7 separate regions of the Mus musculus genome follow, and regions 2, 3, 4, 5, 6 and 7 are each linked to region 1. A link is a contact called in public Hi-C, HiCAR-type and promoter capture Hi-C data. All regions are on one chromosome and are shown on one strand. The core of a region is the stretch at or near the end of the contact, and the rest is flanking DNA. Distances in the headings are between cores, read along the strand shown.

What was found. Promoter capture Hi-C pulls out the DNA fragments that hold promoters and counts their contacts. Hi-C and Micro-C count contacts between places; a contact is called where the count stands out from the background. HiCAR-type assays count read pairs that join an accessible place to other places. Capture Hi-C pulls out chosen DNA fragments and counts their contacts.
Region 2: a contact with region 1 is called in a promoter capture Hi-C map of liver, with 4 times the contacts expected there. The contact joins the promoter of Dennd5a here to the promoter of Ctr9 in region 1. A contact is called at or near these places in 1 of 39 promoter capture datasets (pre-B cells) and 2 of 9 other capture datasets (adipose tissue and liver).
Region 3: a contact with region 1 is called in a HiCAR-type map of astrocytes, with 3 times the contacts expected there. The contact joins the promoter of Tead1 here to the promoter of Ctr9 in region 1.
Region 4: a promoter capture Hi-C map of pre-B cells shows a contact between it and region 1, with 9 times the contacts expected there. The contact joins the promoter of Akip1 here to the promoter of Ctr9 in region 1. A contact is called at or near these places in 1 of 39 promoter capture datasets (pre-B cells) and 1 of 484 Hi-C or Micro-C datasets (pre-B cells).
Region 5: a promoter capture Hi-C map of embryonic stem cells shows a contact between it and region 1, with 3 times the contacts expected there. The contact joins the promoter of Dkk3 here to the promoter of Ctr9 in region 1. A contact is called at or near these places in 2 of 39 promoter capture datasets (the 3T3-L1 cell line and embryonic stem cells).
Region 6: a contact with region 1 is called in a Hi-C map of pre-pro-B cells, with 4 times the contacts expected there. The contact joins the promoter of Ipo7 here to the promoter of Ctr9 in region 1. A contact is called at or near these places in 1 of 39 promoter capture datasets (hippocampal neurons), 1 of 484 Hi-C or Micro-C datasets (pre-pro-B cells) and 2 of 115 datasets of contacts at active chromatin or transcription factors (astrocytes and pro-B cells).
Region 7: a contact with region 1 is called in a promoter capture Hi-C map of pre-B cells, with 9 times the contacts expected there. The contact joins the promoter of Tmem41b here to the promoter of Ctr9 in region 1. A contact is called at or near these places in 3 of 39 promoter capture datasets (hippocampal neurons, liver and pre-B cells), 2 of 115 datasets of contacts at active chromatin or transcription factors (large pre-B cells and pancreatic cancer cells) and 1 of 9 other capture datasets (liver).

What each region holds. Positions count from the first base shown.
Region 1 is chr7:111,027,499-111,030,983 of GRCm38.p6, reverse strand. Ctr9 (CTR9 homolog, Paf1/RNA polymerase II complex component) reads right to left here and starts at 2,033. Exons shown (of 25, transcript NM_009431.2): 1 at 1,803-2,033; 2 at 672-770. The coding sequence starts at 1,847.
Region 2 is chr7:109,958,145-109,961,728 of GRCm38.p6, reverse strand. Dennd5a (DENN/MADD domain containing 5A) reads left to right here and starts at 1,307. Exons shown (of 23, transcript NM_021494.1): 1 at 1,307-1,655. The coding sequence starts at 1,547.
Region 3 is chr7:112,678,102-112,681,697 of GRCm38.p6, reverse strand. Tead1 (TEA domain family member 1) reads right to left here and starts at 2,342. Exons shown (of 13, transcript NM_009346.4): 1 at 1,972-2,342.
Region 4 is chr7:109,702,157-109,705,425 of GRCm38.p6, reverse strand. It overlaps Akip1 (A kinase (PRKA) interacting protein 1), which reads right to left and starts at 1,748. Exons shown (of 6, transcript NM_020616.2): 1 at 1,650-1,748; 2 at 1,256-1,480; 3 at 395-475. The coding sequence starts at 1,474. It also overlaps a transcript of Denn2b not described here.
Region 5 is chr7:112,157,148-112,160,466 of GRCm38.p6, reverse strand. It overlaps Dkk3 (dickkopf WNT signaling pathway inhibitor 3), which reads left to right and starts at 1,336. Exons shown (of 8, transcript NM_015814.3): 1 at 1,336-1,501; 2 at 2,049-2,284. The coding sequence starts at 2,072.
Region 6 is chr7:110,016,621-110,019,873 of GRCm38.p6, reverse strand. It overlaps Ipo7 (importin 7), which reads right to left and starts at 1,559. Exons shown (of 25, transcript NM_181517.5): 1 at 1,366-1,559. The coding sequence starts at 1,449.
Region 7 is chr7:109,984,873-109,988,425 of GRCm38.p6, reverse strand. It overlaps Tmem41b (transmembrane protein 41B), which reads left to right and starts at 2,196. Exons shown (of 7, transcript NM_153525.5): 1 at 2,196-2,464. The coding sequence starts at 2,344.

The DNA of each region.
Region 1 (3,485 bases), core at 784-3,283:
AAGCCACTTGTAGCATACAAGTTTAGGAATAGTGAGTATAGTTTATCTTACAATTGCTCATAAAAAGGAAACATAATGCCAGGGAGTAGAGTGTCTAAAATTATAGGTTCCCACACTGAATTTGCTGAGAATTTCTAGTAGCATTCATATTATGAAGGCAGGAACAAATATGACAAAAAACGTGATACCGAGATAAATTTCACTGCAAAAGGGCCTTCTTCTGCATTAGCTTGGAGCCTAATCACCTTCCAGAATGTTTTAGAAGAAAAGCTATGGAAAGTAATGTTTATTCTATCTATACATAAGCTAAGTTTCATTGAATTACCACGAAGTAATTAAAACCTCAATATAGAGAACTATTTACCTTAAATGAATCTCTCACCTTTATCAACAGACATTAATTTACCAGTAGAGTTGTAGTTGGGAAACTGACCTTACTGTTCCATAAATGAGAATATAACCATTGTTCGTGAGTACGTGCCATCACAGTCCTGGAAGTAGACCAGGTTGACCTCAAACTCAGAGATCGACCTGCCTCTGCTGCTACTAATTTTCATACAGATGATTTAATCATGCACAACAGATTTAATCCTGTGGGCTATTACTGTACTTGAGAACCAAAATCCTATGTTTTTTTAGTCAACAGAAAAATCTGCTCTAGGAATACTGACCGCCAAGGCAATCCATATGTGCAGTTGTGTGTGCTCCTGCTTCAGAATGCTGATGACTTCGTCTCCCTCCGGTAACTGATCGAAGTCAAGTTCAATGACCTAAAACACAGAATAAACGTTTCGTTTCCTTTTTAAATTCACAATTTCTCTCTTCTGCGTGTTTTGAATACTCATCAATGCCCATACACAAAGGGTATGTACTCACTTTCAATGGAGTGAACTAATTAATACATGTTCCTATTTAGGAAACACATGGCAAACAGGTTGTAGTCTGGTTTGGTCAAAGCATAGAAAAGCAGGCAAATCCTGTTGGTCGTTCTTCACATCGCTAAAACTATAAAATTCTCAACGACTTGCTTACTCAAAACCAAAATGAAACCTTGTACAACCCATAGGCCAACGAAACACTGATGCCATAGGTCTGAGAGCTTGAGAAACTCTATCCCAGAGGACAGGCAAAGTTGAATACCAACGGTCACTTAAATCACGGAGGCAGTATCGTGGGTCACATACATGCCTAAAATGTGGGCACCAACAATTAGAAGAAAAATATTCTGGAATGTACCCAAGACCACCATATTTTAGAAATGAATTCTACCTCGATCGAAAATAAAAGTGTGTAAAATCTAGTCTGACTGAGGCAACGCTGGAGCTTTATTCGGACAAACCACACGCCATGGATGAAAGTGGGTCGTTGCCATCAGCACACAGGAGCGGCTAAATCTCGGGCCCCTTATCTCGCCCAGAGAGCTGTGTTAATAGTGTGCCTTGACAGACTTTTCTTCCATGGCATTAAGAGCCGTCTCTCAGATACCCAGGGAGATTTAAAAAAATAAACAAATCCCAAGTTGGAGCAGCAGGTAGCCCCTGGGGCACTGACTCCCCTCTGTAAGAGGTGAGGTTTACTCGGCGCTCACACCCCTGCGCCTCGGAAGACAGCCGACTGTCAACAAGGAGCAGGCTGCAGGCGAACTTTCCCGAAGTCCTTGCGGCCAGAAAGGTGACCAGCTGAGTGGTGCCTGGGCCGAGAAGCTCGGCTGCGGCTCTCCCCTCCAAAAACCAAGCGGAGCAAAATCGGCGCTGGGATCGTCCAAGTTCATAGCCCTCCCCCGCTGCACACTCGGCACCCACCTCGTCAGTATCCCGGAGGGGAATCTCGATGGAGCCCCGCGACATGGTGAGCTCTGAAAGCAGGCGCTTCTCACCCCGCCGCTCGGCAGATCGCAGTCCCGGCTTCCAGCCTTACAGAGGTTACCACACCTCACACCCAGCGGAGCTGCCGGAGACCAGCTTCTCCTCTGCTGTCCGCCGCTGAAACAACGAGCTTCAGACCGCGACCGGCCACTTCCGGAGGCCCCGCCCCCTGTCCCGGAAGCACTACCAGTAGGGCGTGTCCCACGCGAGCTCCGCCCGCCTGGCGGCTCTGATGCGTCCTTCTTTGGAAAGACTGATAGTCCTGAGGTTGTTGTTGTGTCAGCCGTAGGTGACCGAGCGCCTTCGGGAACGCGGCATCTGCCGCTAAGGTGTCCAAACTGAGCTCCTCACAGACCCGCGCCGGAGCGGGGAGTGGTGGTGGTGAGGCGAAACCACGCCTCTATGGGCGGGGCCTCTGGTGACGAATTCTATGGGCGGTGCCTTGCCTCTTCGGCCACTTAAGCTTCTTGGGGGATAATTCAATCTTTTATCAGCTTTACAGTCGTTTTGTGTTGTCCCAGCCAGTTTGTGCAAGTCACACTGGTGATGTCGTTGTGACTAGTTTAAATAGACATAATCAGTGAATTCTGAAGTTATGGTAATAATGCACGGATTATTATTTTTATTTGTTGCGTTACATATTTGTATATGGATACATGCGAGCGATGGTGTGGCAAATGGAGGGCAGGGGACATCTTGTGGGAATCAGTTTTCTCCTACTCTGAAGGTCGTAGGGCTCGAACTCAGATAGACAGCGTTGGAGCCAGGCAACTTTTTGCAGACCCTGTTTATTTCTTGAGATATTCTGTATCCCAGGTTGACTTGAAACTCCCGACCTCAGCCTTCTGACTGCTGCAGTTATTGGCATATGCTTGGGCACCTGGCTTATATATATTTCTTAATGTACTTATATTTCTTTAGGAGCACAATGAAAAGGAACTGCTAGGTTTGATTTAAATAAAATCAAAAGAATTCTATTAAACCTAAATAATGAAATTATAGAATTCAAAAACATTTTAGCTCATGATTTCATTATAGAAGAGTATTAAATAGTTTCTTGTGCTTGGAATAAACAAGGGAAGGATCTTAATAAATAAGCGAATAGGCCGGGCAGTGGTGGCATGTACCTTTAATCCCAGCACTTGGGAGGCAGAGGCAGGCTGATTTCTGAGTTTGAGGCCAGTCTGGTCTACAGAGAAACCCTGTCTCGAACCCCCCCCCCCAAATGGGGAATAAAAAGGGTTAGTTTAACTGGGTGTGGTGGCACATGTCTTTAATCTCAACTCTTAGGAGGGAGGAGCAGGAGGAGAGCGCTGAATTTAGGCCATTCTACTCTATACATGGAGTTCCAGGCTAATCTGGGGTTACAGAATAGAGAGATCCTGTCTCAAAACAGAGCCCCCCTCCATCCCTGCTAGCCAGTGTTTTTTAAGATATTCACTGCTCTTTCTCCCAATTTCTTCTGCTGAGCCAAAGCTACTATTATCTCTTTGCCATCTTTTCTTGATTCTTCATCTTCTCTGGCTTCAAGCTCCAACCTAGTTTCAGCTATATTTCACTCGTAGGTATTTATGAAAAATGCCAGTTCATTTATAGTTTTCCTCTTAACTCTCTTAAAAC
Region 2 (3,584 bases), core at 58-2,557, 1.1 Mb after region 1:
CTGCCTGCCAGAGCAAACCTGGCGCACACTATTCTGTAACAACAATGACAATGTATATAATATTTATGGAGTGCCTTCTATGTTCTGGGTATAATCCTCACCACTTTACCTATACATGCATTTATTTTGTACTTTGACAAAAATCATGCCTGTTGGCACCTAGAAATTACATAAGTAAGTTGCCAATATCATATTGTACATTATAAGTCAGAATTCAAACTGGGGGACTGTTTCTAGAGCCCATGCTAGCAGCCACTACAGTTTCTCTTCCTTGGCCTCTGATGTTACAGTACAGACCCACCTGAGCCTGGTGTGATGATGCAGGCCTTTAAGCCCAGCACTGAGCAGGCAGAAGAAAGAGTATTGCATCAGGGTAATACAGGTACATAGCAAGTTCTGGGTCAGACAGGTCTATAAGTGAGACCCTATCCAAAAAAACCAAATCAAATCAATCAACCAACCAACCACCAAAAGAAGACACATCTGGCTAGCTTCTGTAGAAAATGAAGTCAGAGGGTCTGTTCTTTAGACAAGAGACAAGGACCAGGAGGTTTCACCTGTTCAGCCACCCTTTCTCTTCTACAAGCAAATTCTCACTAGAAGGAAGAAAGGAATGAATGAATGAATGAATGAATGAATGAAGGGTGATGGATAGATGGATGAATGGACAGAGAATTCTGTGAGCATGAAAAGAACTAAGTGAAGGGGGAGGGAGACTTCTGGGGCTTCATGAAAGGGGGAGAGTTTGGTGCATGGAAGAAGCCCTGCTTGTGGGGTGCGGGGCAGTGAGCTAGCGCAGGATTCAAGCGTAGGGTTGTTTCTTGCATTTTTTGAGCCTCAGTTTCCCTATCTGCAAATTAAAGGTAAATAGAAGATAAGCTGACCCACTCTCTCCAAAGAACAGAGTTTCCTCAGATCTATTGGGGAAAGCTGACACTGAGGAGAGGTGACAAGGAGAAGCTGCTCTGTGGTGACAGTATAGGAGCAGGATTCGGTGGGCTTCACAGTTCAGCCCTGCAGCTCTTATGCCGGTGACACGGCCAGCACGAGCCACCATGGCCCACTCTTTCCGCACACCGCATCCGATTTCTCTAAAGGGTGTCGCAGTCGCGTGGAGGTGGCTGCAGTCGCGGGATCCCAGCAGCTGACCGCTGGCCACTCTGTGGTGGCTGCTCTGGAAGCCCAGGCCCCCGGGGCCCAAAGAGCATCACGTCATCCTTTGCGCCCGACGACCGCCCCTCCCCGACCGCGCGTGCGCACGCGGTGGCGGCGGGTGGGGGGCCGCGGTGGGGCGGGCGGCCGCTCTCCGCCCTTCCTCAGGCTTGCTCAGGCCGCGGTGCAGAGGACAGCGTCCAGGATGCGGCGCGGGGTGGCCCGGCGCCCCCCTGCCCCGGCACGGCAGCGGCGGCCGCTAGGACCCGGCGAGGCCCGGGGGCGGCGGCCGGAGCCTCGGTAGCGGCGGCGGAGGGAGCGGCGGCTGAGGGCGGGCGGGCGGCCGGGGGCGGGGGCTCGGCTCCGCGCGGCTTGCCCCGCTCGGCCCGGAGCCATGAGCGGCGGCGGCGGCGGAGGGGGCTCGGCGCCCAGTCGCTTCGCCGACTATTTTGTCATCTGCGGGCTGGACACCGAGACCGGGCTGGAGCCGGACGAGCTGTCGGGTGAGTGCGCGCGAGCCCGGGCTAGGGCCCGCGGGGCCCGCTTTGTCCCGGGAGCCCAGTGAGGGTCGGGCGAGCAGACGGGACGCGGGTCCCGCGGGCCTGCTGCCCCCCGCGCGGTGGTCGCCGCGTCGGCAACCTGGGGAGACGCGGACGCTGGGTGCGCTCAGAGGTCGAGGGGCTTAGTCCACAATGAAGGGAAGCTTGCCTTCTAGCACCCTTTTGGGAGGAAAGAAGTTAGCCCACTTCCTAGTGAGAGTTAGTCCCACCCAGACTTTTCAAAAGAGCAAAACAAAAACTTGATGAGTTTATTTGGCCTCTTCCCAAGAAGCCGGCGAGACCAGTTCCTCAAAACCGTTATAACTCACTCCTGAGCAGGCCAGGCCCGGGCTTTTCCTTCACAGTTCTGCCCCTCTTGATCGGACGTGAAGTGACAAATTGAACCGGGTTACACCAAGAACGGGTTCTCTCTTGGCGCTAGAAAAGAACTTGTACCCAGGGCCATGCTTTTGTTGTTGTTGTTGTTGTTGTTTGTTTTTTAAGTTAATGTCCTTTACCAGGCGAGGGTCATTTGTGAATGAAGGCAGCGCGTCCCAGTTGGACAGGTTGTGCAGTGTTGTGATGCCTCTCAAGTTATCTTTCGAAGAGGAAGTGATGGGGGAGTGACAGTGAGGCCCTGATGAGATTTGGCACCCATTGCTTGAAGGTGTAAGAATTATAAAATCCCCGGTGAATTCCTGCGCGCCCACATTGGAGTTGCAACAGTTTTGAAAAGTTTTTGGGTGGCCAGTAAGCAGGTTTCAGTGGTTGGAGGCTTGTCGTGTTAGACTTTAAAGTTATGTCATGCTGATTCGATGAGGGAAACTCCTCTCCCCCTTTCTGTCACGATGTGGTAGTCATTGAACACCGTACAGTTTCTCTATTGAAAGTGATCATCCAGTCTTGGATTTTTTTTTTTTTGTCACTCCAGTTTGTTTGTTTGTTTCTCCTCCGATTCTTCTTCTTCCTCCTCCTCCTCCTTGTCTTCCTCTTTCTCCTCCTTATCTCTCCAACCCCCCACTGGTTTCTTGGTGTAGCTCTAGTTGTATTAAAACACACTCTGTAGGCCAGTGTGGCCTCAAAGTCAGAGATTTGCCTGCCTCTGACTCTTGGGTGCTGGGATTAAAGGAGTGCAACACTACTGCCTGGTGAATTCCACTGTTTCTTATGGGGAAAAAAAAGAGTGCACACTTCAGATGATAAAGCTGGATTGTCTTTTAAAACTATGAGAAACTGATGCCTTATACAACACCCTGAAGTAGGAATGGGCTGATCCTAGCTAAGCCTTTGTTCTAGCCTGAGTAGTCCAAGCTCAAAGTACAGACAGATGTTGCCATCTGGTTCATAAGGATTAACTTTAGAATTGTGGATGATGTAGTTGTTGGATTGCAGTTCCAGGTATTGGTGGTGGATGGGATGTGAGAGGGAAATGAGGCCCAGAAGGACAGCAGGGATGATATCGGTCCAAAACTTCTTTGGTGGCATGCTGCACCACAGCAGCCTCTCTGGAGGTTTTTAAAAAACAGTAACGTGGTCACTGGTGTACATCTGTTATCCCAGCGTTTGGGAGGCAGAGGCAGGAAGATTGCCACAAGTTTAAGGCCCGACTGGCCTTCATAGTGAGACCCTGGCGAAAAAGACAAAAGAAAAACAAACTAACCTGTTGAGAAGGGTTAAAAACAACAGTCTTTCTGGATGAAAGAAGCTCAAAGGTAGAGTAAACTTTTTATGGTGTACTATTATTGAATGTCTGTTAGTTGTGTAGCTGTTTGGTCTTAGAAAGTAGAGATAGCCTTAAGAGGTGGCGTAAGCCTGTGAGATCCTTGTTCCGGAAACTGGAGGATCTGGAGTTCAAGGTCATTTTCAGCTTTAAAAAAAAAAAAAGAAACAAAG
Region 3 (3,596 bases), core at 1,093-3,592, 1.7 Mb before region 1:
CTCCGCCCGCCCTTTTTTTTTTTTTTAAACTCTTTTATAAAGGCAAAGTGTCTCTCTGGCTTTGTTTCAAACTTGTTTTTAAAAAATAAAAAGTATTCTAATATTTCCCTAAATCTTCAATTTAAACAATACTTGCCATTAAACAGAAAATAAAATGGCTTACTAAGGACATGAACAAGACTCAGTAATGGAGACAGCTTATCAGCTCATTTTTTATACAAACAACAAATAAAGCAATTGCAAACTCTGTTGAAAACCTGAAACCTAAGAGTCCGACACAGAGTTACACATTCAAAGAAATAGTACACAAAAATATCTTATGACCATTTATGGAAATACTGAGATTAGAAAAATACGCCTTTCCTCCTTAAAATCATCAATTTAAAACCTTGCTGTTGACAAAGGTTCAGCTAAACGCATTTGTCTTTCCGGAGTCGTGCTGTAACTGGGTCTACTGTTTCCTTCTAAAGAGGAAAGATTCTTACCAAAGTTGGATCTAAGTCTGGCCCTTATAAGCATTCAGATGCGCTTGGGCCCAAAGATCCTGCTATTCACAGAAAAGCGCAGACTCCGCTGAAAGGCGGAAGCCCCTGGCACAGTCTGTACAGCCTGAGGACTATTCCCAGCCTCAGTCTCAAGGCAGATTAGCCCCCACCCAAGAGCTCAGGCTTGCACAGACAAGCTACCCCTTGGCTCCGGGTAGATCGAGTCTCCCTAACGGGAAGGATCTGTCCACCCGGGGAACCACCTGCAGGCACTCGGCACACTCTAAGCCACCAGACCACCTAAACTAACAACGAATCCAGGCCACAGGGCGTAAAGGAGACTGCGATTCTGTTACTTGGCATTATCTGTAGGAATTGAAATATTTTCCATTCACTATTTTGAAATATGATCGTATTTACAGACCTTTTTGTTCCAAGGACCTCGGCTCCTTTCAAATGGCGCTATTTTAAAACCCCGGCCTTTCTACACTACCGATTCCTGGAATATCTGTCTGTAAGTTTCCAGCGCTGAGATCAATTTGCATTTCTGTAAATCACAGACAGCTTCTAAGAACTTAACAAGCCTCCTGAGAAACGCTGGTGGCTGGTATTTCATTGTTTCATAAATATTTTTATACGGGTGACACCATTCAACTTAAAATAAATCTTTAAAAAGGAAGACGATTAAGACCGAGGAAAATTAGTCTGGCTTTTATTTTCACGGGAAGAAGATAAGTGAAGTGTGAGCCCCACTTCTTAAAATGTAGCTTTGATTATTTTAAAAAATGCATTAAAAAAGAAAAAGGAAACTCCTAGAAGTTGAACTTTCTTTCAAACGGGCCTCTAGACTTTGAAAACAAGTGGTGCTTTCGCGAACAAAGGCTAAAAGTGTCCCCAGATTTTTTTTGGGGTCCTCCTGGGGATCGTATCTCCTCCAATAAACAAACAAATCCCCCAGTATTTCCTACCGAGGGGAAGTTTTCCAGGGAGAGTCTACTCCCGGGTTTGGTGGTAAGTGCGACTCAGTCTTTTTTGGACACAATGTTTCTGCTGACTCCTGAAAATTTTCCACTTGAATGTGCACTGGAGCGGCGGCGGCGGCGGCGGCAGCTCTGGAGAGGCGGCAAGAGCGAGAGAGCCCTCTTTCATCTCCCGGGAGGAGGAGCCCGGATCGGCGCGGACCCCGAAGGGGCCGGGCGCCGGGGGAGTCACCGGGCTGCAGGCTCTAAGCTGCGCGCCGAACGCTCTCCCACCCGCGATCGCGCCAAACTCGGCGCTTCCCAGGCAAGGAGCGAGGTGCGCGGGAGAGGGACGCTGGAGAGAGGGGCGCGCAGAAAGGCGAGCGGGGCCGCCTGTTGCCGCGCAGGGTTGCGGCCCAACTTGCAGGGCGGCGGGGCCGCTCCCCTCTTGGAGCCGCACACAAAGCGCCGATCGCGGTGACGCCTAGACAGCCCGCGCCCCCGAGTCCGCCCCGCGCGCAACTTACCACGGCAGCCCGAGCGGGCGCGGCAAACTTCGGGGCGCTGGGCCGCCGCCCCCGCGTTACTCCAGCCGGTACTCCCTGCGGTACTCCCGCGCCGGGCAGCCCCAACCCGGCCTCGCCGGCTCCCGGGACGGGCAGGGCGCGCCGGGGCAGCTGCCCGCGCTCCGGCGACGCTGCGCGCTGGGGGGTCAGCGCATGGCCTGCGCCCCGCCGCGGCCGCCCCGGGCCCGGGCCCCGGCGCGCGGACTCCCCGCGAGCTGGAAGCGAGTGTGCGAAGTGCTGGGGGGCGCCCGCGGCGGGCGGCGGGGCCGCGGAGGCTCGGCTCGGCTCGGGCGGCGCGGCGCGGCGCGAGCGATGCGAAGAATGTGCGGAATGAGGACAGGAATGAAATGAACGCCAGGACCGAACTCGCTCCGGAGGGGTGGGGCCTCGGTGACGTCATGCCGCCGGGTCCTGGATGGGGCGGGGCCTGCCGCCGCGGTGACGTCATGGTGTGGGGCGGGACGCGTGGGGCGGGACTTGGCGCCCACGGGGGAGCGAGCCGCGCGCGATGGCGGGGGCTCAGGGCTTTGTGCGGTCCGAGGCGGGGCGGCCGGATACTAGGAATGCCGGGTGTGCGCCCTCCGCCTGCTGTGCCTCAGTTTACCCCCTCCTGGTTTGCACAGGCAACGACGCTCCCAGGCTGGAAGGGAGGTTGCTCTTCAGGAAACTGAGGCCGGAGTGGGCGGCTTCCCCAGCCCGCCACTCCTCCTCTAGCCGTTTCGCTTTACCCAAGTTCGGGGTGCTCGCGCAAATTCTGGGCTTTGCGAACTCCGGGTTGGAGCGTCACGGAGTCCTCGCCCGCCTCCTGCCCTGTCTTTCTAGAAGTGAAGCTCACTCGTGCTGCGAGTTGAGTCTACAGAAATCCTGCACCCGGTTAAATAAAATAAATAAAGTCTTGCCTGGCTGCAAAAAGCAGCTTTGTGCCGTCCCTTTATGGAGAAAGTGAGAATCAATCATAAAAGGTTTGAACTCTTTTTGGAGTGGACGGCGCCTCAGTACTTGAGAAACTCCGGTAAAGTTAACGGAGGCTGGGACAGACATGCTGGCAGTTTGGGCCGGTAGCAGTCCGTAGTTTCCCAGAAAGGAGCCGGCCCTTCCCGCACCGGGACTTCCTTCTTTCAGCTCTGGCTTCAGAACAAACTAATGGCGCCTGTTTTGTGCCCGAGGATTCCTGGAGTGTGCATAACTCAGGAAAGCCAATGGGACTCACTGAGCGCGTTTGATCGGAAACAACGATTACCAGTGCGTTTTAAAGGCAGAAATATCTTTCTCTAATGCATTTTTAAAATTATACGTCAAGAGAATTGAAGACTCCCATGCCGTTGTAAAAAGTAATACAGAGACATTCTTTGTTCGCTTCACTCAGCTCTTCCCCACGCCTGTCAACCAAAATTATATCCCAGCCAGGGTATTAATTTTCGAGCAGATTTTCCAGATCAACTTGTACACATCACTGTGTATTTTTTTAATTCTATACATTCTATAATTTCTCACCTGTGTAGATGTCCACCGCAATCAGGTACAAATGTGTATTATTTCCAGTTACTATGCAGTAATGTGACAGGTTGACAGTAAGAACTTCACAC
Region 4 (3,269 bases), core at 499-2,998, 1.3 Mb after region 1:
CACAAAGAAACCCTGTCTAGAAAAACAACAACAAAAAACAAACCCTAACAAACAGACTTGAAGTTTTGGATTCAGCACATTTTGAAAACAAAACAATTCAGGTGTGATCCTGGAGATTTTCACTTCATTTCAAAGGAAAAAGGAAACACCCTCAAATCAAGTAACTGTGGGATTCAGCAAAGAAGCGCAATACTCCTTCACATGACTGAAAACTCAGAAGAGGCGGGAGAACATTTGTGCTTTGTTTATCCTCAACAGCTAGACTTAGGAAATGCGTCAATGTGCTTGCATTACCACCTGGCTTACGTAACTGATTATAATCTGCTCCCATGAAGGACTATAGGTCCTGGGAGAGATGACTGATTCTTCCCAAGTCCAGATCACACCAACTTACCCCACACTGACTTGAAGTATAGTCCATGAATTCAGCCATTGCTCCGAAGGAAGAGCTAAGGGTTGGGCACCTTTCTTCTCTCTGTTGTAATAAATGGCAAGTCATAGGTGAGACCTACAAATCCCCTACTGGAGAAGGACATCATTTGAGAAATAGCCCTTTTTCACTTTTAGGAAAGCTTCTGCAAGCTGAAACTGGTAAGAAGGATCTTGCTGAGAAAAAAAAAAAAAAATCCAACTCTGTAAACTAGATGTGCAATTTATCCAGGAACTAAAATAACTGGTTGGCTGGCTTTACTCACTATTGAGTAATGGGAAAGAACTGTTATTGTTGTTTATGATTTTTTGAGACAAGATCACATGTACACTAGGAAGACTTTGTACTTGATCCTTAGCCCCGACCTCCCAAGTTCTGGCACCACACTAAGAATTGTATTTATTTACTTTAGACAGGGTTTCACTAGGTAACACACGATGGCTTGAAACTTGCTATGTAGAACAGGCTAATCTCGAACTCAAGAGATCTGTCTGCTTCTGCCTCCTGGATGCTGAGATTAATGGTGTGCACCACCACACCCGGTAAGAAATTTTATGTTATAAGTAAGCAGAATACTACTATTCTTTTGTTATTCAAAAAGAATTGGGTCACACCGTGCTTGTACACAACCTCTTTAATACTAGTACCTAAATCGTAGGCAAGAGTTCAAGGCCAGCCTGGGCTATACGAGACCGTGTCAAAAGCAGTTTCCAAACAACGTTTCCACTTTTGCTCCAATGCGTTACATCTTCTGGACATGGGAGGCTTCCTCCCGCCCAGTGGCGGCGGAGAATGACTAGACAGTCCCCCAGCTCCCGGCCTCACCTCTCCTAGGAGGCGCTGGGAACCAGGGACCGACCATCTTTCCTGGTAGGGGCCCTGGCGGTAAAGGACCCCCACGTTGCCTCTGGATCGCTCTGGAGAATGCCAGTCCACTGCCCTCCTCTTGGCGCGCTCCAATACTTCCCTCCCCAGCCGAGCAGAGCGCTGGAGCGAGCGCCGGTCCACTCCGTTCAGCGCCGCGGCCGCCAGACAGTATTCCATGTCTCCCTGGACACATACACAGACAAGTCAACTAGGCCCGGATCCGGGCGGCAACTTCCCCGCGACCCCAACTCCCCCTTCGCCTGCATCGCGCAATCCAAGTGGGGAGGAACTAGCAGGCAGGACCCCTGCCCCTTGCACTTCCGCCTCTCAGACCCTGGGTACAGCCCCTCACCCGGCCTGCTTCTCCGGGCGCACGCGCATAGCGCTCACACGGACACGCCTTCCGTGTTCCCGCGGCCCTTCTTTCGCGCCAGTTGCCAAGCTAACTGCTGCGCGCCGTGGGCGGGGCCTGGCGATGGGCGGAGCCGGTGTGGGCGGGGCCGGGTCGAGGGGCACGTGGGCCCAGCCTTAATCAGCTTCAGACGCGAAGCGGGCGCTTGTTGTCGTTCGAGGACTTTCTTGCCGCGACAGGTCAGTGTGGATCCCGTGACTCGTTGCGCTAAAAACATTTGTGAGAGTAGGTGCATGCGGACCGTATTCAGGGGTCTCGCCACTCCAGAACCACTTTTGTGTGAGGAGGTGATGAGGCTAGCGGACCAACGCGACTGAGGAGGTAGTGCTGGGGAAAGGGCATTCTGTCAGAAGAACTCTCAAGGCTGGGGATGGAGGCCAGACGGAGGTCTTGGAACTGTGGGTGAGGGGACTGGTAAGACTCCAGGGGATGGCAGGTATTTCTTGGCAGGTTGGTAGAGGATGTAGTGGAGTGGTGAGTGGGGAATCCCGTCATTCCCTTCCTGCAGCTTCCTCATTCCTCCCTTGGAAGAACAGATTCACACAATTTTGTTGGAGGTTTATTTGTTTGTTTGTTTTTGACAGTCTCACTGTGCAAACCCTCACTATGTAGACCAGGCTGGCTTTCAGTCTCTTTGGTCCTGGGATCTGGACCTACCATTCAAGCATCAATCGTATCACTTTTTAAAGTAAGAAATGGATCAGATACCTTTCAGAACACCATGGGGCTATGGTGAAAGCCCTGGGTCTCAGCGGGAGTGACACCCCCTGGTGAGCAGCAGGGCGTGAATGGGGAGAAAGTTCCACTTTAAGGAACATTGCTCAGTGCGGGGTGGGTCCCTCACAGGACACAAAGGAATTCTCAGTCCTTAAGTAGTGTGAATAGAGAAACATTTGCCCACAAACCTAGCTACCTGAGATTCCTTGAAATCCATGCCAGAAGCCAGGATCTGTAGTGTGCATCTGTCAGCCCTACCCTGCAACAGTGACATAAGAGGTGAGGACAGGAAATTGGCTAGAACTCCTGGACTAGACACCTTGAATTATATAGTCTAGCAGTAGCAACAAGCAAGACCCTGCCTTACACATGGCAGAAGGTGAGAACGGACTCCCAAAAGTTGTCCTCAGACCTCCATACACTTTCTTTGGCACACATGTACTACATTCACACACATAAAAAATGAGTAAAAAGTAGTCTAGTTCTTATTGATGAATGATTCTCACTTCAACTTCAGGATCTAGGTAGCCTCTATTCTGATTGACATCCCCATAAATTTGCCTTTTTCTGGCGATTCATACAAATAAAATCATATGGTATGTGGCCCTTTGGACCGGTCTCTTTCATTTAGATTACTTTGAGGCTTGTCTGAGTTATAGTATATAGTACATTGTCATCCCTTTTTATGGATAAATAATATTCCATTATATGAATATACTGTATTTTGTTTATTCATCACTTGGAACTATTTCCATCCTGGAGGCCTATTCTGATAATGCATTCTAAGACTAAATATTTTCATTTCTCTTGAGCAGAAACTTTGAAGTAAAAATTTTGAGAGTA
Region 5 (3,319 bases), core at 87-2,586, 1.1 Mb before region 1:
TCACCGTAGTGCTGTACCAGCAGCTATTGCTCTAACCACCCCACCCCACTTCGTTTCTCAGGGATCAGGTGTGTAGGCCTGGAGCCCTGCAGATACAACCAAGCTCCTGGTTCCTCGTGGGTGGCAGGGGAGGGGCTGGTGAAGAGACTCCAGTGAGTCTGTGACCTGTGCTAGCTACCCCAGAGGACAGATGAGGCATGTTCCAGTTTGGCTTTCTGTTGCTGTGATAAAGATCATGATTAAAAGCCACTCAGGGAGGAAAGGGTTCATTGCGTCTTACAGGTTTATACTCCAGCATCAAGGAAGCCAGGCCTGGAGCTCAGGACGTGAGGTAGAGCCAATGGAGGAAGGTCACTGTCTTTTGCTCTTCTGGCTTGCTCAGCCACTTTTCTTACACAGCCTTGGCTCAACTGCCTGTTGGTGGTATCACCCCTAGTGGCTGGGATCGCCTACATCAATTAGCAGTTAAGAAAATGCTGCAACGGACAGACCAAACCAATGGAGGCAGTTTCTCAGCTGAGGTGTTTTTTCCCCACGTGGCTCTAGTTTGTGTCAAGTTGACAAAAAATTAGCCAGCACAGGGAAGAAATGAGAAAAAGATCAGGAGATGCGGAGAGGGGGGAGGGGAGGGGAGGGGAGGGGAGGGGAGGGGAGGGGAGGGGAGAGAGAGATGTCAGGGAAACTGATGAGGAAGAATCAGGATAGATAAAGAAGTGGGAGAAGGGTTTTCGGAAACACTTTTTAAAAAAATTTTTAATTTAATTTAATTTTTTAGTACCCCTTTTCTAGGCACTGAAGAGATAACTGTCAATAGACCAGGTTGCTATCTCAGGTACACAGCCCATTTTCAAGCCCTGACCCCTCTTCATGAATCGTGCGTATTAAGTAGGAATTACATGTACAGCTGTAGCCTGCAGCATACATCAAGCTACGTTACAGACCATACTAGTTTGGCAGTACTGGGACTGTTGGTGTCCATCCTAGCTACTTTGCTATGTCGCCTGTCTAGGGACTTGCTGACATTCTGTTGACCCATTCTCATGGCCAAAAGTGGATTTTCCTGGCTGGGTACTGTCTAGACTACCTTGTAATGGCTGAGGGGCTGGGATTCCATCCCTTAGGACTGCGTCCAAGGCAGAGGCAGGCTTAGAGCTAGCAAGGTGAGACTCAAGAAGGCTGTAAAATGTAGTAGAAGCCTGGGCTATCGCGGAGGTAGGGGGCTGCCAGGAAGAGGATAGATTCCTGCAGACTGGCCCTCCCAGGATTTAGAGGCTGGAGTGAGCTGAGGTCGCAGACGGCCTGGAGAGCGATTGGCTGTGCGACCGCCCCTCCCGCCGGGCGGAGGCGTGGTGGACTGGGGGGGCGCAGGCTGCAGGCTTTCTGGATACAGGCGCTTTTGCATCCTAGCCGCACACAGTGCCTCTCCAGCTGCTCTGTGGCAGCCCAGCTACCGGTCGTGACCAGATCCAGCTTGCAGCTCAGCTTTGTTCATTCGAATTGGGTGAGCGGTGGTCATCGTCGTGGAGATAGCCCAGCTGGGTCTCCCTTAGTTAGAGATGGGGGGCTCCATGCATTTGCATCGCGATGGGAGGAGGATGAACTGGGAGGAGGGCTCTGCTGATCTCTGCTTGGGGCTAGGAGAGGCTTGAGCCTGTGTCAGGGTCCAAGAGATCCCAGTAATAGAATTGATGGGGAAATAGTAAAGGAAGGGACGGGACTCGAACCCGTAGTCCAGATAATGTCTCCTGATTCGGGCAAGTGGTCTGCTATTAAGAGTAGAAGACTTGAGTTCCTTGGTTCCGGAGCTGGGGTTTCCATAAGCGTGTCAAGTGGAGCTCTTCCTGGGTACTAGAACGGGGTTTGGGGGCTTAGAGTGCAGAGGGCACCCAGGCTGGAGAGGAGTAGTGGTCACCACTGTTTCCAGCAGGGATTGAGTCTGGGAGGGGGCTGGGTATCGCTCCATCTGGGGGCGGGCAGAGCAGCGGGGCGGGGCGGGACGGGCAAGAGGGGTGGTCCTGCAGTCTTTGATAGCTTTCCGGGACACACAGGCGGCGGCCAGCGCGGAACAAACATGCAGCGGCTCGGGGGTATTTTGCTGTGTACACTGCTGGCGGCGGCGGTCCCCACTGCTCCTGCTCCTTCCCCGACGGTCACTTGGACTCCGGCGGAGCCGGGCCCAGCTCTCAACTACCCTCAGGAGGAAGCTACGCTCAATGAGATGTTTCGAGAGGTGGAGGAGCTGATGGAAGACACTCAGCACAAACTGCGCAGTGCCGTGGAGGAGGTGGGTGCACCCTGAGGGCGCCTGGCTCTGAAAGTGCGAGAATGAGAAAGGGAGTGGGCCGGGGGCTTGGCGGGGGTGGGGTGGGGGGGATATTTCTAGCGATGGTTGCAGCACTGGCCAAAGACTTGGCTTTGTGCAGAGCTGGAAAAAAGGCCTGACAGCAGACGTGGAGTGCCCTGAGTGCAGCGCTGGGTGATTCTTACTCTCAGCCGGTTCTGTCTGCCTGCCGAAAGTCTGAATGCATCCCTGTCCAGCAAGGGAGGTTTGGTGGAATTCTTCCTAAGGAGCAGGAGCCACTGTGTCGCAGCTGGCTGTCCCCTGTTGGAGCTGAGCTGAGGTTGGGGCCACTCGGGTGTCTCAGCGCAATGGGTTTGCAGAGGCTGGGGCAGCTGCAGACAGCTTCAAGTTCCAACGTGTCCCTTGGGCATTGAGCCTGTACCATCTTCCCCAAGAAACAGTCAGGACGCTAGTCATGCGGAAAAGAATCTTGAGCTCTGCTGGCAATCTGTCTGGCTCCCTTAAATGTGTTGTGGGGCAGCGAAGGAGGACTAAAGTAAGTCCTAAGACCATGCCATAGTGAGTGGTCAGAAGGGAGGGCATGAGGGTGTTCACAGCAACCCTATTCACCTACACCCAGTGGGTTTTGGAGACCAAGGTTCAGATTCTCTGCCACTCAACAGTAGGTGGACCGTGGTCAATCATTTAGCAGCCCGACCTCAGTTTCCTGTGAGAATAGCCGAAGTCCCAAAAAGTTTGGCAGATGAGAGCCAAACTTTGGTTCCTCATCTTCCAGGGGCCAACACTTTGCATGGCACCCTGCTCTGTTTCCTAAAATGGCCTCCAACCATGTTGAAAGTGGCCTGAATCTTCTTGATCAGCATATTAGGCTAGCCGTCCTTGGCACCTAGTGAGATGGGGATTTGGATCTGAATGGAACTAGCTATTGCAGTGAACAGACAAGTGGGTTGGGTGTTTACCATCTCTATTGTGGTAACCACCTTAGGTAGTTCTAAATGTTGGCCACCGCCTGCTGGA
Region 6 (3,253 bases), core at 310-2,809, 1.0 Mb after region 1:
GCAGGGTTATCTTTACTGCATGGTAAACTTGAGATGCTCAATTAATAGTCTCCCTGATGTTTCCTCTAAGTCAATGCTTTAAGATTTCTTTTCTTTTCTTTTTTGTTTTTTAAGAGACAGGGTTTCTCTGTATAGTTCTGGCTGTCCTGGAACTCACTTTGTAGAGCAGGCTGGCCTGGAACTCAGAAATACTCCTGCCTCTTCCTCCCAAGCGCCGGGATTAAAGGCGTGCACCACCACCGCTCGGCTAAGATTTCTTTAAACAAGGGTTTCTTTTTGCATTAAAAAAAAAAAAAGATACTTATATGTGTGTATAAAGCGTGCATATACAATTTAGTATTTGTGTATATGCAGTATACATATATATGTATATGAACACACACACACCAAAACACTGAGACTCAAAGAGACCTTACAGAGGCCTTTTTATAAACCTATTAAATTCTTACTAATATATAAAATAGCCAAGTTCAGAAAAAAAGAACGCTGATGAAATCAGTACAATAGAATATCAATATAACAGTTTTCCAAGGGGCACTGCCCAAAACACGTGGAAGAGAAACCAACTCTCCACTAATGTTGCATATGAAAGCTCTATAGGCTCTAGATTATCTCACTTGACCATCACAGCAACCGTACGGCCTAATTTCATGAATGAGTACAACTCAGGATCTGGAGGTGAGACTTGCCCAAGGTCACTCACTCCAGAAATCATTGAGGCTGCTATACCTAGAAGGTCGCACTTTATCTGACCCGTTCCACTACATCATCCCGCCTCCCAACTGTGGTACTAGGACAGTACCAGAGCGGGGATCGCACAGTGTAACCCACACTACCCCTGCCCTACCAGATCTGAAATCTGTCCCTAGCACCTCGCCGGCGAGAAGAAAGTTGTACCGGACAGGCAGGTCACTGATCCGCCAAGAGCACACACAAGGCTGTCAGGCGCAGCCCCCAGTGGACTAGCTAGCCTCCCCAGGAACCCCGGCCGACCGGGCGCCGGAAAGACTGGTCTGGGACACATCTCTACACCCTCCCAGTTTGTCTCGCCCCCTCCCGAGAGCAAACTGGGAGACAGCCAGAGGGCGGCGGGCCACGGGAGCCGGCCATGTGTCCAGACCGTCACGCCCGCCTAGCTCGGCCGGCTCCACACGCCCAGACCCGGGCCAGAGGCCCACTCGGAAGCCGACCGAGTGGCGGCCTGGACGCCGCGTCCCCACAGTGGAGCCTGGCACGGCGGTCAGATCTCCGCCCAACCTCTCCAAATGGGCTCGTCGGAGCTGTGCTCCGCGTCTCCAGCCAGGCCTGGAAGTCTTGGCCTGCCGGCCCACAAGCCCGCAGCAGCCGCTAGCCGGCCGTCCTTACTTCATTGAGCTGGCGCTCAGCGGCCTCGCGCAGGGCTGGGTCCATGGTGCCCCGGAGGGCCTCGATGATGGTGTTGGGATCCATCGCCGCGCGGTCGGTCAGACCCGGGACACCGGTGCTACTGAGGCAGAAATAGCGCCACTCACTGCGCACATGGACCGGCCGCGCTCCGCAGCGGCAACCGGCGCGAAAGGAAAGAGAAGCGCCAAGGCCCCGGATAGAACCTTCTCGCCTCGGCGTGGAGGCGGGAGATGCTCCGGCCACTTCCTGTCAAGTCTCCGGCGGAGCACCCTGGGAAATGTAGTCCCCAAACGCGGACACGGCCCACGTGGCTGGCTCCCACTGTAGTCAGTGAAAGGGACAACGTTCAAACGCCACAAAGAGAAAAGTAAAATAGTTACAAAATTTTATATGATATCCCTAGAGAATCTCAAGAAGTGTGTGATGCAATACGTTGTTACTAACTGTATAATTAAAAGAAATTTCTGTTTTGTTTTTGTTTTGTTTTTTGGTTTTTTGAGACAGGGTTTCTCTGTATAGCTCTGGCTGTCCTGGAACTCACTTTGTAGACCAGGCTGGCCTCGAACTCAGAAATCCGCCTGCCTCTACCTCCCAAGTGCTGGGAGAGTGCTGGGATTAAAGATATGCGCCACCACGCCCAGCTCTGTTTTGTTTTTTGAGACAGGCTTTTGACCTGAACTTGTTGCAATACCACTGCCTGAGCCTCCCAGATGGAACTTTCTCAACAATGATTTGAGATGAGTTTCTAAATGCCATAAAAACTGCTCCACTTTGATTCATTAATCTCATTTTGTAAGACTTTATCCTATATATTGAAGTTGTGCCTTATTAATGAGTGTTCAAATCTCAGCTACGTCATTATATAAATTATTTCTAAATTCAGAATAAATGCATAATGTCCATTAAAACTCCCTGTGTATGGATATTTAAACCTCTAATTCAGTAGTTCTCATCTTGTGGGTCTGTGGATCGTGACCCCTTTGTTGAATATCAGCTATCCTCTGCATATCAGATATTTACAGTATAATTCATAGCAGTAGCAAAATTGCAGTTATAAAGTAGCAATGAAAATGCTACTATCATGGTTGGGAATCATCATAATATAAGTAACTATATTGAAGGATTGCAGCAGTGAAAATATTGAGAACTACTGTCATACATCTCAAATCATTTTACCTTTAGAAATCAAATCAATTTTCAATTAGAATCTAAGGGAAGCTATATACTGAGCTTCAGGCAGGCCTGAGCTACAATGTTTGAACCTGTCTCACAAAGGAGCAACAGGGAGCTGTAGAAATGACTCAGTGGTTAGGACCTTATGTTCTTGAAGAAAGCAGGAATTCAGTTCTCTGTGTACAACATACTGTCCTTAAATTTGTAATCCTGCTCCACCCCACAAGTGCTGTACTACCATACTTGATTATAAATTCTCATGAAATAAGAATATTTTGGCCGGGCGTGGTGGCGCATGCCTTTAATCCCAGCACTTGGAAGGCAGAGGCAGGTGAATTTCTGAGTTCGAGGCTAGCCTGGTCTACAGAGTGAGTTCCAGGACAGCCAGGGCTACACAGAGAAACCCTGTCTTGAAAAACCAAAAAAAAAAAAAAAAAAAAAAAGAATATTTTGATTTTTTGCTTTAAATTCCTGCACTTAGAAGGCAGAGGTAGTCAGAATTCTGTGAGTTTAAAAACCAACCTGCTATACATATCAAGTTCTGCCTGGCTGCATACCCTGTCTCAAAAAAACAAACAAACAAAAACAAAAAGACCCTCAAAACAAAACTGTATTTACTTCTTATGGTTCTAATGTGTGCAGTGGCTGAAGTGATGTCTTCTCAATTCTCAGATTACTCATTTTGTCCCCCTTG
Region 7 (3,553 bases), core at 947-3,446, 1.0 Mb after region 1:
TTATAGCTCTGTAAAGGATGGTGATAGGCATACCCCTGTGTCTCATCATTTGTCCAGTGAAATGGCTGGCTAGCTAGCTAGGAACACTTAACAATGATGTAGATATTCAACATGGAAAAGGATTAGAAACATGGTTGACCATACTAATGCTTTAAAATGACTTATCAGTTTACCCTGTGACTAGAATAAATTCTTATTCCCTTGAGGGGTGAGAGTTGCTTTGTGTTGACAAACTACTATACTAACATTATTTGATATCACATCACACATATGCTCATTTTTTTCTAATCTTTTCTAATCTTCTCTGTATCATTCCAATTTTAGTATATGTGCTGCTAAAGCGAGCACATATGTTCACTTTTTATGTTTTATTTTTTTTAAAGATTTATTTATGAGTACACTGTAGTTGTGTTGAGACACACCGGAAGAGGGCATCAGATCTCATTTGTAAGCCACAATGTGGTTGCTGGGAATTGAACTCAGGACCTCTGGAAAAGCAGTCAGAGCTCTTAACCACTGAGCCATTTCTCCAGTCCCAGGTGTTCACTTTTTTTTTTTTTTTTTTTGGTTTTTCGAGACAGGGTTTCTCTACAGCCCTGGCTGTCCTAGAACTCACTCTGTAGACCAGGCTGGCCTCAAACTCAGAATTTCACCTGCCTCTGCCTAGCAAGTGCTGGGATTAAAGGTATGCACCACCATGCCCGGTCACGTATTCACTTTTTATAAAATGATTTTTTGTTTCTTTTTAATTTTAATTTTATTAACACTACACTTACTGCTGCGTGCTTGAATGTTATGTTGAAATCAGAGGACGCCAGGCTATGGTGGCGTACGCCTTTAATCCCAGAATTTGTGAGCCAGAGGCAGGGGAATTTCTGAGTTCAAGGTCAGCCTGACAGCCTGGTCTACAGAGCGAGTTGCAGGACAGCCAGGGCTACACAGAGAAACCCTGTCTCAAACCGCCCCCCCCCCCAAAAAAAAGTAATCAGAGGACAACTTCCAAGAGTTAGTTCTCACCTACTGCTATTAGGTCTCAGAGACCGAAATAAGCCTGTCAAGTTTAAGAGACAAATACTTCTACGCACTGAGCTGCCAATTCTCTAGATATCAGATTATTTCTTCTAAGTGTAATTACTGCTTAAGAACAATCCAATTCCCCACTCCCCCTTTTTGTCCAAATTTTAAAATACACTGCTAAGTTACTTTCACGAAGAAATTCCCCACTATTACCTTCGATACCTGCTTTTAAAAAAGATAACGAAAAAAATGTCAATTGGATAGGGGCATCGCTCAGCAACAGAATGGTGTGGTTTGTATGCCCAAGGTCTAAGATTATATCGACAGCAAGAACAAAACAAAACAGGGCTGGAGAGATGGCTCAGTGGTTAAGAGCACCGACTGCCCTTCCGAAGTCTTGAATTCAAATCCCAGCAACCACATGGTGGCTCACAAACATCCGTAATGAGATCTGATGCCCTCTTCTGGTCTGTCTGAAGACAGCTACAGTGTACTTAGATATAATAATAAATAAATCTTAAAAAAAAAAAAGAACAAGACAAAGCAAAATCCTAAAGAAGAGGTGACTCTAATATACTTACCAGTGAGAAGCTGGATATGAGGGGCAGAAGGAGAAAAACTGTCAAGAAGCTATGCCTTGGCTCAGGAAACGCCAAAATATAGCGAGTAAGGGTGAATTTACTTTGGACAGGTGAGTGAAAAACCTTGGACTCTAAACTAATTTCTGTCACTCTGTGATCTTCTTTGTTTCTAGGTCTCAATTTTGTGAGATTCAGGTACGTTTGTCTCATGTTTTAAATTTTACACGATTTTAAGAACAGGCTTCCAGCTTCCACAGCGCTTGTAACCCATTTGCTGCGGAACGAATGGAATCTCCAACACCAACTAGTCGCGCGCAGACACTTCCGGTTGGCGGAACAAAGAGTCTGAAGTACTCGAGCCTCACTTCCGTGTGACGAAAGCTACGCGGAGAAGTCGGACCTTAGGCCGCAGACCCATGACTTGCCAATGCGATATTGCTCATGCGCCCTACACCAGCGAGGTGGGCGGGGCCCCGGAGGGGGCGGGGTCGGCCCTGACTTGTCTCGCGGTTACTGGGCGTGCGGGAGCGCGCGAGGTTCGTGGGCGGTTCTGGGCGGGCCCTCACCTGATATCTCTGGAAGGCTCCGCCGAGTGTCAAGTTTTCGAGGTCGTCTCAGGTGAGGTGGTCGTGCCGGAAGTAGTTGTGCCTCGCGCCTGGGTGTTGAAAGAAAGCTGCGGGAGGAGCTTTAGTCATTCAAGGGGGCGCGGCACCAGTAGGAGCTCTTCGCGGCCCCCGCAGCAGCCATGGCGAAAGGCAGAGTGGCTGATCGATCGCCCACCGAAATGTTGCACTCGACCCCAGCCGGGGACCGGGCAGTGAGGACCCAGGGTTCCGCCGCGCCTGGCAGCAAAGATCATCTGAACGGTGAGTGGACCTGCGGGACGGGGCTGAGGCTGCCCTAAAGATTAGGACCCCGTGGTGCAGGTCGCAGGGAAAGAGGGACCTTTCAGCACCGAAGCATCTCAGCAAGAGAGTCCTGTACTTGGCGGGGAACCCAGCATGACAGAGGGCTAGACTCCTCCTAGTTAGTTTTTTCTCAATAGACTTTAGTCAAAGGAAGCGGTGACCCCGACTTGTGACACCAAATAGACCGGTTCGTTATCCAGGCCACCCAGACAGGTATTTGAGAGACTTGAGCTTTCGTTGTATTGTTTTACAGATGAACATACTGAGGACTATGCAGCTCCATGACTTGTGTAGAGTCACAGAGCCACACTAAGGTTGTGATTAAGAGCAAAGACTTGCCCTTCCAGGTGCCACTTGAAAGTGTCAGATTCTAGCCGGTGGTAGTTGTAGTTGCGCGTCCTTTTAATCCAGTTCTCCGGAGACAGACAAGTTCCAGGTTACACAGAGAAAACCCTGCCTCGAAAAAAACACAACATTTTCAGCTCTTGTGTTTCCATTTAACCTGGTTTGTAACTTAAAAAAAAAAAATTGTTTGATTTGTTTTCAAGCTAAGTAGCCCTGGTTGTATTGGAGGACCTTGCTCTGTAGATTAGACTGGCCTCTAAGGCAAAGAATGGCTTCCTTCAGCCTCCCAAGTACTTGGATCCAAGGCGTGCAGGCGTACACTACCGCCTTGTTTTTTTTTTTGTTTTTTTTGTTTTTTTTTTTTTTGGTCTTTCAAGACAGGGTTTCTCTGTATAGCCCTGGCTGTCCTGGAACTCACTCTGTAGATCAGGCTGGCCTCGAACTCAGAAATCGTCTGCCTCTGCCTCTCAAGTGCTGAGATTAAAGGCGTGTGCCACCACTGCACGGCCTTCGCCTTGTACTTTTTTTTTTTTTAATTTATTTATTACATGTAAGTACACAGTAGCTGTCTTCAGACACACCAGAAGAGGGTATCAGATCACGTTACAGATGCTTGTGAACCACCATGTGGTTGCTGGGATTTGAACTCTGGACCTTTGGAAGAGCAGTCGGGTGCTCTTACCCACTGAGCCATCTCACCAG